3 separate regions of the Mus musculus genome follow, and all the other regions are linked to region 1. A link is a contact called in public promoter capture Hi-C data. All regions are on one chromosome and are shown on one strand. The core of a region is the stretch at or near the end of the contact, and the rest is flanking DNA. Distances in the headings are between cores, read along the strand shown.

Evidence for each region. Capture Hi-C pulls out chosen DNA fragments and counts their contacts.
Region 2: a contact with region 1 is called in a promoter capture Hi-C map of adipose tissue. The contact joins two enhancer-like sites. A contact is called at or near these places in 1 of 15 datasets of contacts at CTCF or cohesin (CD8 T cells), 70 of 484 Hi-C or Micro-C datasets (the AML12 cell line, B cells, the Ba/F3 cell line and 54 more), 11 of 115 datasets of contacts at active chromatin or transcription factors (astrocytes, bone marrow-derived dendritic cells, bone marrow-derived macrophages and 7 more) and 4 of 9 other capture datasets (adipose tissue, embryonic stem cells, liver and 1 more).
Region 3: a promoter capture Hi-C map of adipose tissue shows a contact between it and region 1. The contact joins two enhancer-like sites. A contact is called at or near these places in 1 of 484 Hi-C or Micro-C datasets (Sertoli cells), 3 of 115 datasets of contacts at active chromatin or transcription factors (embryonic stem cells, extraembryonic endoderm stem cells and stem cell-derived neural progenitor cells) and 3 of 9 other capture datasets (adipose tissue, liver and pancreatic islet).

What each region holds. Positions count from the first base shown.
Region 1 is chr7:130,754,971-130,757,670 of GRCm38.p6, reverse strand. The region is part of intron 18 of Tacc2 (transforming, acidic coiled-coil containing protein 2); the gene reads right to left. Among named protein-coding and RNA genes, the nearest start is that of Btbd16, 18 kb to the left of the region's middle. Within about 2 kb of position 1,405, at least 26 of the 459 cell types and tissues checked have an H3K27ac peak or open chromatin away from gene starts, as enhancers often do. A contact at or near this core is called in adipose tissue, where this site is marked.
Region 2 is chr7:130,901,674-130,904,593 of GRCm38.p6, reverse strand. Plekha1 (pleckstrin homology domain containing, family A (phosphoinositide binding specific) member 1) reads right to left here. Exons shown (of 13, transcript NM_001346515.1): 8 at 2,349-2,417. Among named protein-coding and RNA genes, the nearest start is that of Mir7061, 5.1 kb to the left of the region's middle. Within about 2 kb of position 1,478, at least 84 of the 459 cell types and tissues checked have an H3K27ac peak or open chromatin away from gene starts, as enhancers often do. A contact at or near this core is called in adipose tissue, where this site is marked.
Region 3 is chr7:130,947,939-130,950,974 of GRCm38.p6, reverse strand. The region is part of intron 1 of Htra1 (HtrA serine peptidase 1); the gene reads right to left. Among named protein-coding and RNA genes, the nearest start is that of Htra1, 13 kb to the right of the region's middle. Within about 2 kb of position 1,349, at least 94 of the 459 cell types and tissues checked have an H3K27ac peak or open chromatin away from gene starts, as enhancers often do. A contact at or near this core is called in adipose tissue, where this site is marked.

The sequences.
Region 1 (2,700 bases), core at 156-2,655:
TCCTGTATTTCTTTTCTCTGCTTCCTGCCTGTCAAACTATGAAATGCATGCCCTCACCACCGTGGTGGACGGATTGTTCTGGAACTGTTAGGCAAACAACAACTCTTCCTTCGGATGAGTCTGTCAGGTATTTGGAGAAGACAATGACAAAGGACCAGGCCGCTCTCCTCAGGGGCTGGCTGCGGGTCAGTCTGGTTCACCGCTCTGCTCTGGGCACACAAACCCCCGCCACACAAGTGGCCCTGCCACGGGATCCACGTGCTGCATGAACAAAGGTGGCCCTGAAGTGACCTGTACAAAGTGTTCCTGTCCCCATCTTACAGAAGGTGAAAGAGGGTTTGAACAAGGCACCTCATTTGTTCACTGAGGGAACAGCACAGCCCAGGCTCAGCCCCAAAGACAAAGCCCGGCCATGACCAAATTCTTCCCAAGCCCCCTGAGATGGACAGTCCCCACTGGGAACAGCCAGAGATTTTGATTTGGGTTATTTTTCCTTCTGTTTTCTGATAGAGCACCCTCTTGCTGTGTCTTAAGTTCAGCACATTATTACTGTGTGTCACAGTGAGGGGGAGGGGGGGTGTCACAGCCTGAATTTTACTCCAAGCCTTGAAATTTTGTGGACCCAGGGCCTTGTCAGCTGAGAGTGTGCATTAGAGCTAGCTGGAGGGCTACACAAACAGACATGGCTCCCTCCTCTCTTTTGACTCAGCAGATCGGGGTGGGGAATCTACACAAGTAACAAGCTCCCTGGATTCAGATAGAGCTGACCCAGGGCCCTGCCTGGAAAACCACTGCCCTAGGAGATGCCTATTGTCCCTCCACCCTGCCTCTATGATCCCAGGGTTCTCAGCAGCGTCCAGAAGCCACCAAGGGCAGTGGCTCTGGAGTCTGACACGCCAGCTTGGAATCCCAACTCTGCAGTGTTCTTAAACTCACTGTGCCTCCTCACCAGAACCAGAACCAGAACCAGAACCAGGGGATAGCAGTGCTTCTGGGCCATAACATTTGGAGAGGTTAAAAAAAAAGAGAATGAATACAAAGCTCTTGGTGCCCTGGGACGGCCTGGAATCTGACCTGTTATCAACAGCATCACTGCCCACAGAAGCTCTTAACATCGCCCCTGACCCAGTGGGACAGCGTCACAGTGACTCATGAAGTGCTGCCTTTTAAATAGAGAGCTTTTTAATACAAGCAATAGACTTGCTCTATCCACACTCCTAGAGGAGAGGGCACTGGCAAATTCCACTAGATGTTATTGACCGAACTTTAGCCATTTCCTTTGCTCCCAGCATGCCGTACAATGTACATTCTGGGCTGATCTGTGGTCACGTATACATTTCACCAGACAGGCTGAAGGAGCTATTTATCAAACAGAGTTCCATCTGATTTCCTGAATCTAAGATGTCGCCTAGCCCAAGCTTTCCTCTTGTCACTTTTAAAAATAGAATTGCCCGGTTCCCAGGAGAGCCAGGCAATGGCAAGTCTGCACAAATCTTCTTACTCGTGACCAACAAAGCTAGGCTCTTAAAGTCAGGAAATCAGCCTCAGCCCCCAGACAGGACAACGGGGACTCGAAACCCTGATGGGGGCTTTCTGGCGTTTGCAGGCAAACCACTATTAAATCCAATGGGGAAAGCAGCAAATACGAAAGCAAAAATAACCAAGCCAGGAAAACAAAACACAAGCAAGGGGCTGCGAGGGGTGGGCTGCGATGGGTGGGTGTCAGACGGTGGGGGTGGGGTGGGGGTAGGGAGCAGTTACTTACCAGGCTTGCCTGTTTGTTTTGCAAGCAAAGGGCAAAGAGCAACAGAAAATGGAAGCAAAACAGAGAATCAGGGCAGTTGTTAGAAAAGCAGAAACAAACAAACAAACAAACAAACAAAAAATCGCCACAATCTGGAATGCAGAAAGCGCAGAGGTTCCTTCCTGTCCTGCATTCCATGGAGCCCACTACTGAGCTTAGATAAGGCACGCTTTCTCCTGAGGAGCTGCTGAGAAGGGATGAGCAGGTGTGGCGCCTGGGTCAGAGGAACCAGGCTCTCCCTCAAAACACATGCACTCTGGTCCTAAGCTGCCAGGCTCTCAGGCCCAGGTTCGCCTTGCTGGACAGGTGGAATGAAACTGGGATGAAAACATGGAATCCAGATGAGGCCCATGGGCTTGTTTCTACATGTGAAGGGACCTACTTTCCTACGAGGCAGGCGGGTCCACCCACCTTCCCTGGGCGGTCATGTCACAGGTTGTCAACACGGAACATGAAATGTCTAGTGGCCTCACCCAGCGATCCTCCACAGCAACTGACATACAATTTTTCTGGGTTAGAAAAGCTTTGGAAAAGCGGATGAGGGAGAGGCTGGTGAGTAAGGCTCGTGACTATGCACACAGTAGGGATGTTATCCAAGAGATGATGCACTCAGCTAGGGATGCTGTAGCAGTCTCCCTGAGCCATCCTGGGGGTTCTCTTGTACACAGAAAACTGTTCAGAGTCCAAGAAAGAAATGCACCAAGCCTCTGATACCCACCCTTCTTAACTGTCCAAGATTAAAATGTTCCAACTGCGGTCAGCTGCAATTTCTCTCAGAAGCAGGAATCAGCACCTAGTAGCTTCTGTCTCACCATAATGGCAGATTCCCAGATAGGTCAGCTGGACAGGCTCTCATGCTTAGAGTCCACCAGGGGGAACTCCTGCTTCTCTGAACA
Region 2 (2,920 bases), core at 229-2,728, 150 kb before region 1:
TCTCCCACTGGTCTTACAAGTATCGAAGATTCTTACCTGAAATCATTATTGGCATAGCTGCCTGCCAAATGGTGATTTTTCTAACATCATTCACCTACACAGAATTTGAAGAAATACTATTTCTTCTCTCCACTTATTTTCTCTGAGGACAGTGGGTATGGGAGCTTTTCACTCAGACGCAGCCTCCTCATGACTGGTGAGTACTATCCGTGCACTCACACCTGTATCCCCCGAAGCTTGAGTGACACTGAGCGTCGTCACGGACTTCTGAAGACCTTTAGTGATTTGTAGTGCTTAGGAGTGCTGCGGCTCTAACCCAAGGCCTCACTCACACACACACACACTAGCCATGCACGCTGCCACTCCACTCCACACTCAGCGTAATCTTTCCGAATGAGCCGCTTGTAATTCCTGTTTGTTTTTCTACCAGAAAGTTCTCCCCACCTTTCTGTCTTTCTTGAACACTGAACCAATCATGAATTTACAAAAGAGCCTAAGAACAGCCGCTTGGAGCTGAGCTGCTGCAATCCGCATGCTACCCTGAAGTGCTCACGTTACTGCCACCAGTCAGCAGGTGGGTCACACAGCCCTACAGGGACAGTGTTCTCGCTGTCTCTTTCTGTTTAGTGTAGAAGAGTTCCTCACTCCTCTAGAAAGAGGAACAGACTCCTGCAGATGACAGCCATTACTGTATTTTGTAGGCTGCCCCCTCCCTTGGACGTGGCTCCTGTGACCTGGGGACTGAACGCAGACTATCCTGTTAGCAGGGGCAGCACAGGACTGACGCACTGTGCGTTTCCTGCTCTCCCGCAAGGTTCCGACATTCTCGCCACCACTGAATTCATCGAACCTGACTGCCCGGTGGGCGTGGTGCTGCCAGCCTTCTTCCTGTACAGCTGCTCTCCTCCCACTGTGCTGAGTGGTTATTTCAGATCGCTGTCCCACTCCTGTTTAGCATCTTGTTATTCCTTCACTGTAGCTACAAGAGCTCAGTCACCACCCATCTACTCATATCTATCTGAGCACACAGAGATATATATTTGCACTGTAATACGTTATAAACATTGTGTGTTTTGATACTCTCGCTGCCCATGATCTGGTAAGGGGACTATTTGTAAGGTGACTACTGGGTGACTAGCATTTTCTCAGCATGTTCTTGCTTTCTGATGTAAGACATTCCAGCCAACCGTGCATTTATTTCTCTTGCCCGGCCACAGAATCTGCCATTTCTCCATGAAGTCTGGGTTCTTTTGGGAAGAAATGATCATTTTCTTAAGACACGGAGCTACAGTATATTTTATATTTAAATGCACTCACACAAGAACATATATTTATGTCTATGTCTGTTAAGTTATAGCAAGAAGCTGTGCTTTTATCCCAAGAACCTTGGTTTCTATTATCCTTGATATATTGCCTCATTTTATTGACAAGTATGCATGTGACCATTCTAGTCTGTTACTTCCCACTTTCTGCCCTTGGTTCTTCAGGCAGGGAAAGACAGCTTCCTCACTGCACATGGGCTCTGACAGTCTACAGCAGACTATATAGGTTGCTTCTGGCCTTTATAGCTTTCTAAAATAACTGACCCCTAAGATGCTCCCAATACAGAACACTGCCTATGAGGAACTGTAAATTTAAATTACTAAATGAAATTGGTTTTAATTTTGAAATGAAATAAACTCACTTCCTTACCACACTGGTCACATTACCAGCACCCAAAAGCCACACACAGCCTACACAGAACAACACAGGCATGGAACATATGTACCAGGGCAGGAAGCTAATCTGGACAAAGTTGTTCTGATGCCCTCATTCAGAGTATGCAGCATATGAAAGCCCCACAGTTTTATAGAAGAGGGGGATTGACATCTTAATGGTGCATAACTCAAACAAGGAAGGAGGGAGACTCAGTCTTTGACTCTGCCTTTAGAAAAAGCTATCTCAAGAGAAACAACTTAAGAGGTGATCTGAAACAGGAAAAGAGCAAGTTAACATGCAGCAGGGGAGAGGAGGTTGACAGACATGCAGAGGGCTGAATGTTGCTTTTGGAGGATTTCCTACACCTCCTCTTCTAATGTCCCTCTGACAGAGAGTTACATGTGGGGCTGTCGAGAATTTTAGATCTATCAAGATGGAACACTTCCTTGAAGGTAGTTTTACTTAAAACATATTTAAGAAATACATAACTAACCGAATGCATTACAACCAAATAGACTGAAATACGGGTGCACTTAAAACCAGAACTGGGCCATTAGAAAACCAGAATGGCACACAAACATACAATCACACAAGCACTGCAGTGTGACCTGCCAAGCACCTGGAGGCATATGTATGAAGCGACTGCATACCAGTTCAGATTTGAAGTAGCCTATTGTGTTTTCATCCAATTGAAAATATCTTCTCTTCCAGTTTTTCATCTACCAGAGAAGAACAGACAGAGGCTTCAAAGAATGTCAAATGTTCATCACCCTTTAATCATTCCAATATGAACCCACAATCCAAAATGCCAAGTACTCGGAAACAACACCCCATTCCGAAGGGAGATGGTTAATGACCCCTTTCCCTGCTAACCAAGCCTTGAAGGACGGTCTTGGCCTTGGGCAGCTCATTCTCAGAGTTTATGAGTAACTCTGATATTTCACGATTTTGATCTGGAACAGTGGAAAAGAAAGAGGTGTTCACCTCTTCCCTTCTTGTCAGCCCAGCCCACAAGGTAAAAATCAGCATGGGAAATGTCATTAACCCGTCAGGTCTCTCTATCTACAACATGCATGAGTCCTTTCTCAAATATTTCATATTTAACAGGTCAACAATAAATACAAAATAGAGCAAACCCATGTAGAAAATGTTTAATACCCTTTTATACAAATATTCTTATCAGTGTTTAAATACCCTAAATCATCTGTAAGTAGTGTTGGGG
Region 3 (3,036 bases), core at 100-2,599, 190 kb before region 1:
ACCACCAGGCCCATAAGCCCATAGCAGTCTGGATGGCTGTGTTCTGTATGTCCCACTCTGTTAAATTCCAGGGTCACCAGCCAGCCTGGATCCAATGCTGGGTCTGAGGTGGGAAGGCAGCAGAAACAGAAAGAAGACCTTGAACGTTCCAGGAAGCCAGAATCCCTTTTCTGAGTGGCACTGTGACTGTACATTCCAGGTTGTTGAGCACAGGATAAGGGCAAGAAGAGAGGGGCCTGGGCAGAGAAAAGACACAAAAAGAGCAGAGACAGCCAGCGGAGGTCTAAGATGAACCTGACACCAAAACCCTGTGCCGTCATCCGGTACAAGAAGGGGACAGGAAAAACACGCTCCTTCATGATCAGGGTGTGAAGTCTATGCAATGAGGATTTTGTCCACTGAGTCATCTTCTTTTTCCTTTTACTGGGGGTGGGGGCAGTCATCTGCGTAGTCCAGGCTGAATTTGTGGCAATCCTCTTGCTTCTGCCTCCCGAGTACTAGGGTAACAAATTTTTGCAACCATGTCTGGTTCCATTTTGTTTTTGTTTTTGTTTTTTCTTTCCTACCATCAAAAAATGTAGTTGGCTGAATGTGAAATGTTAAAGTTGGGCCTGGCTCTTCCTCCCAGCCCCATGCGCCCAGAAATAAGACTCGGACTCAAAATATATTTGCAAATACCTTGATCATAACTTAAAATAGCCATTTATTCCAATCTACATTCTGCCACGTGACTGCTAACCTGTGCTCAGGTACCATGGTCAGTCTCCTCACATCTTCCTGGCCAATCTCCTGCCTCTATTTCCTGCCTAAACCATAGGCCACAGGCTTTTTAATTGACAGGTGATGCATCCATACAATACACAAGATATTCTCTCTACAGTCTAGTATGCACAAAGTCCTGGGTTTAATCTCCAATTCACACACCGTGTGTAATCCCAGCACACAGGAGGTGCATGCAGGAGGATCAAAAATTCAAGACCAACCATGAGTAAATTGTGAGTTCAAGGACAACCTGGATACTTGAGACCCTGTGAGAGAGATGGGGAGGGGAGAGAGAGGGGGAGGGGGAGAGGGAGGGGAAGGGAGAGAGAGGGGGAGGGGGAGAGGGAGGGGAGGGGAGAGAGAGGGGGAGGGGGAGAGGGAGGGGAGGGGAGAGGGAGTTGGAAGGGAGGAGGGCAGAGGGAGAGAGGGGGAGAGCACCAGCCCCTGTCTTTTGCATAAAATTCCAGAGTTTCCTGTGACCTCTTTCTTTCCTCCTAACGAATAAAGAAGGAAGAGGAGGTGGAGCCAAGGCGCTTGGCCTTGATTTCCAGCCCACACTGGCACTTCCAAGCACTGGCAGCCCCTCTTTCCGGTACAGTCTCCCAGACGGCTCCACGTGGGAAAAGCTTGCCCTATGCCAGACCTCAGGCTGTGACTGCTGAAGGTAGTGCATGAGACTGCTTGCACGGGCTAGGATAAGGCTGCAGCCCAGGTGCCCAGCCACTCACTCATGGCAGGTAGAAGGAAGGGGGTTGGGTCACCCAAACAAGACTAAGGCTGTCTCCCACCACCGGCCACATCAGGACCCAACTGGGGGCATCTGGCCAGTTGGCCCGCAGCCCCTAATTGTGCTGTGACTCACAAGCTCAACCTAATTCTGTAGCTTTGGCTTTCCTGGGGAAAGGTGCCTTTTATAGAAGCATGTGTCTACGTTAAATGATGCTTTCATTAAAAAAGAAAAAAGAAAAAAAACAAGTTGCATCCGTCTCGAGGACAAGAGAAAGAAAATGATAGTAACCTTGTTCGTGTGCCCATGGTGAATGCTTGGGTCTCTGAACAGCCTGCAAGTGTCTATTATTAACTGCAGGAAAACAGCTGACAGCTCAGGTCCTACAACCTCCAACCACTTTCCCTGATAAGAGTCTGGCTCCAGGACTGACCCTCACAGACTTCTCAAATGAGCTCTCTTCCTGCTCTTGATTCCTCTGGTTGTTTTGTCTGGGGCTGCCTAGATGCTCAGCCCCTGAAACTCCAACCTCCGGGGCAGAGTTGGGAGGTGGGGCCCAGGAGGCTGTTTCTCTAGAGGCAGGAAAACTGGGTCTAGAGCCCAGAGAAGCACCAATGCCCGCTTGCCAATGAGCTGCAGTTCCTGTGGACAAGCCAGACAGCAGAGGGTCTTACAAACCTGAGATGTACCCCAGAAGGAAAGGGGGTTGGGGTTGGGGGGCTGGGTTCAGAAACAAAGCACTTCCTCTTTCTAGGTCTCTTGCTGGTTAAATGAGGGAAGCGGCGAGACCATTTCCAACATTCTTTCTTTAATTACAAAAAAGTTGTATGTTCTAATAACCTGAAAAGTACAGTTTGTGATCTTTTCAATGTGGGATTCTCAGCCTTATGGAATATTTAATTTTGGTTTCATAGCCACTAATACATTAATACCATCTGAGCAGTTTAGACTGTCAAAGTGACTTTCAGGGCTGAGTTTATGTATCCCCCAACAGGGAGAGATGTCTTCCCATAACCACACAATGAGAAGGTTTTTTTTAGTCATAAAAATGATAACATGATGCCATCTGACAGAGGCCAGTCACAGCAGACCACATTATAGGACCCCACTTGTAGAAAATGTCTTGGAGAGGCAAATTCCCAGGGACAGAAAGTAAGCTGGTAGCTGGCTAGAGCCAGGCAAAGGGAAATATGGGTGCTATGCTTATTTTAGAGGTAGTGAGAATATTCTGGAACTAGGGATGATACGTCCACATCACCAAGGACATATAAAAACCCTATATGTGAATTATGTCTTGAAAATGTTGTCATTAAAATCAAAGCTAATAATAATGTCATGTTTCTACTTTCTTTTTGAATGGAACTATCGAACTAGCAAAGTGAGTTTATGTGGCTCACATTACAGCCTTGCATGCGTCCAAAACATCTGAATAAGCACATTTTTCACTTTTCAAAACAGAAATACTCTGGCCTTAGTCCACATCCTGGAAAGAACTAGCATCTAGAAAGTTCTACTTAGTAAGCCCTGACTGGGCACCCAGCGACTTC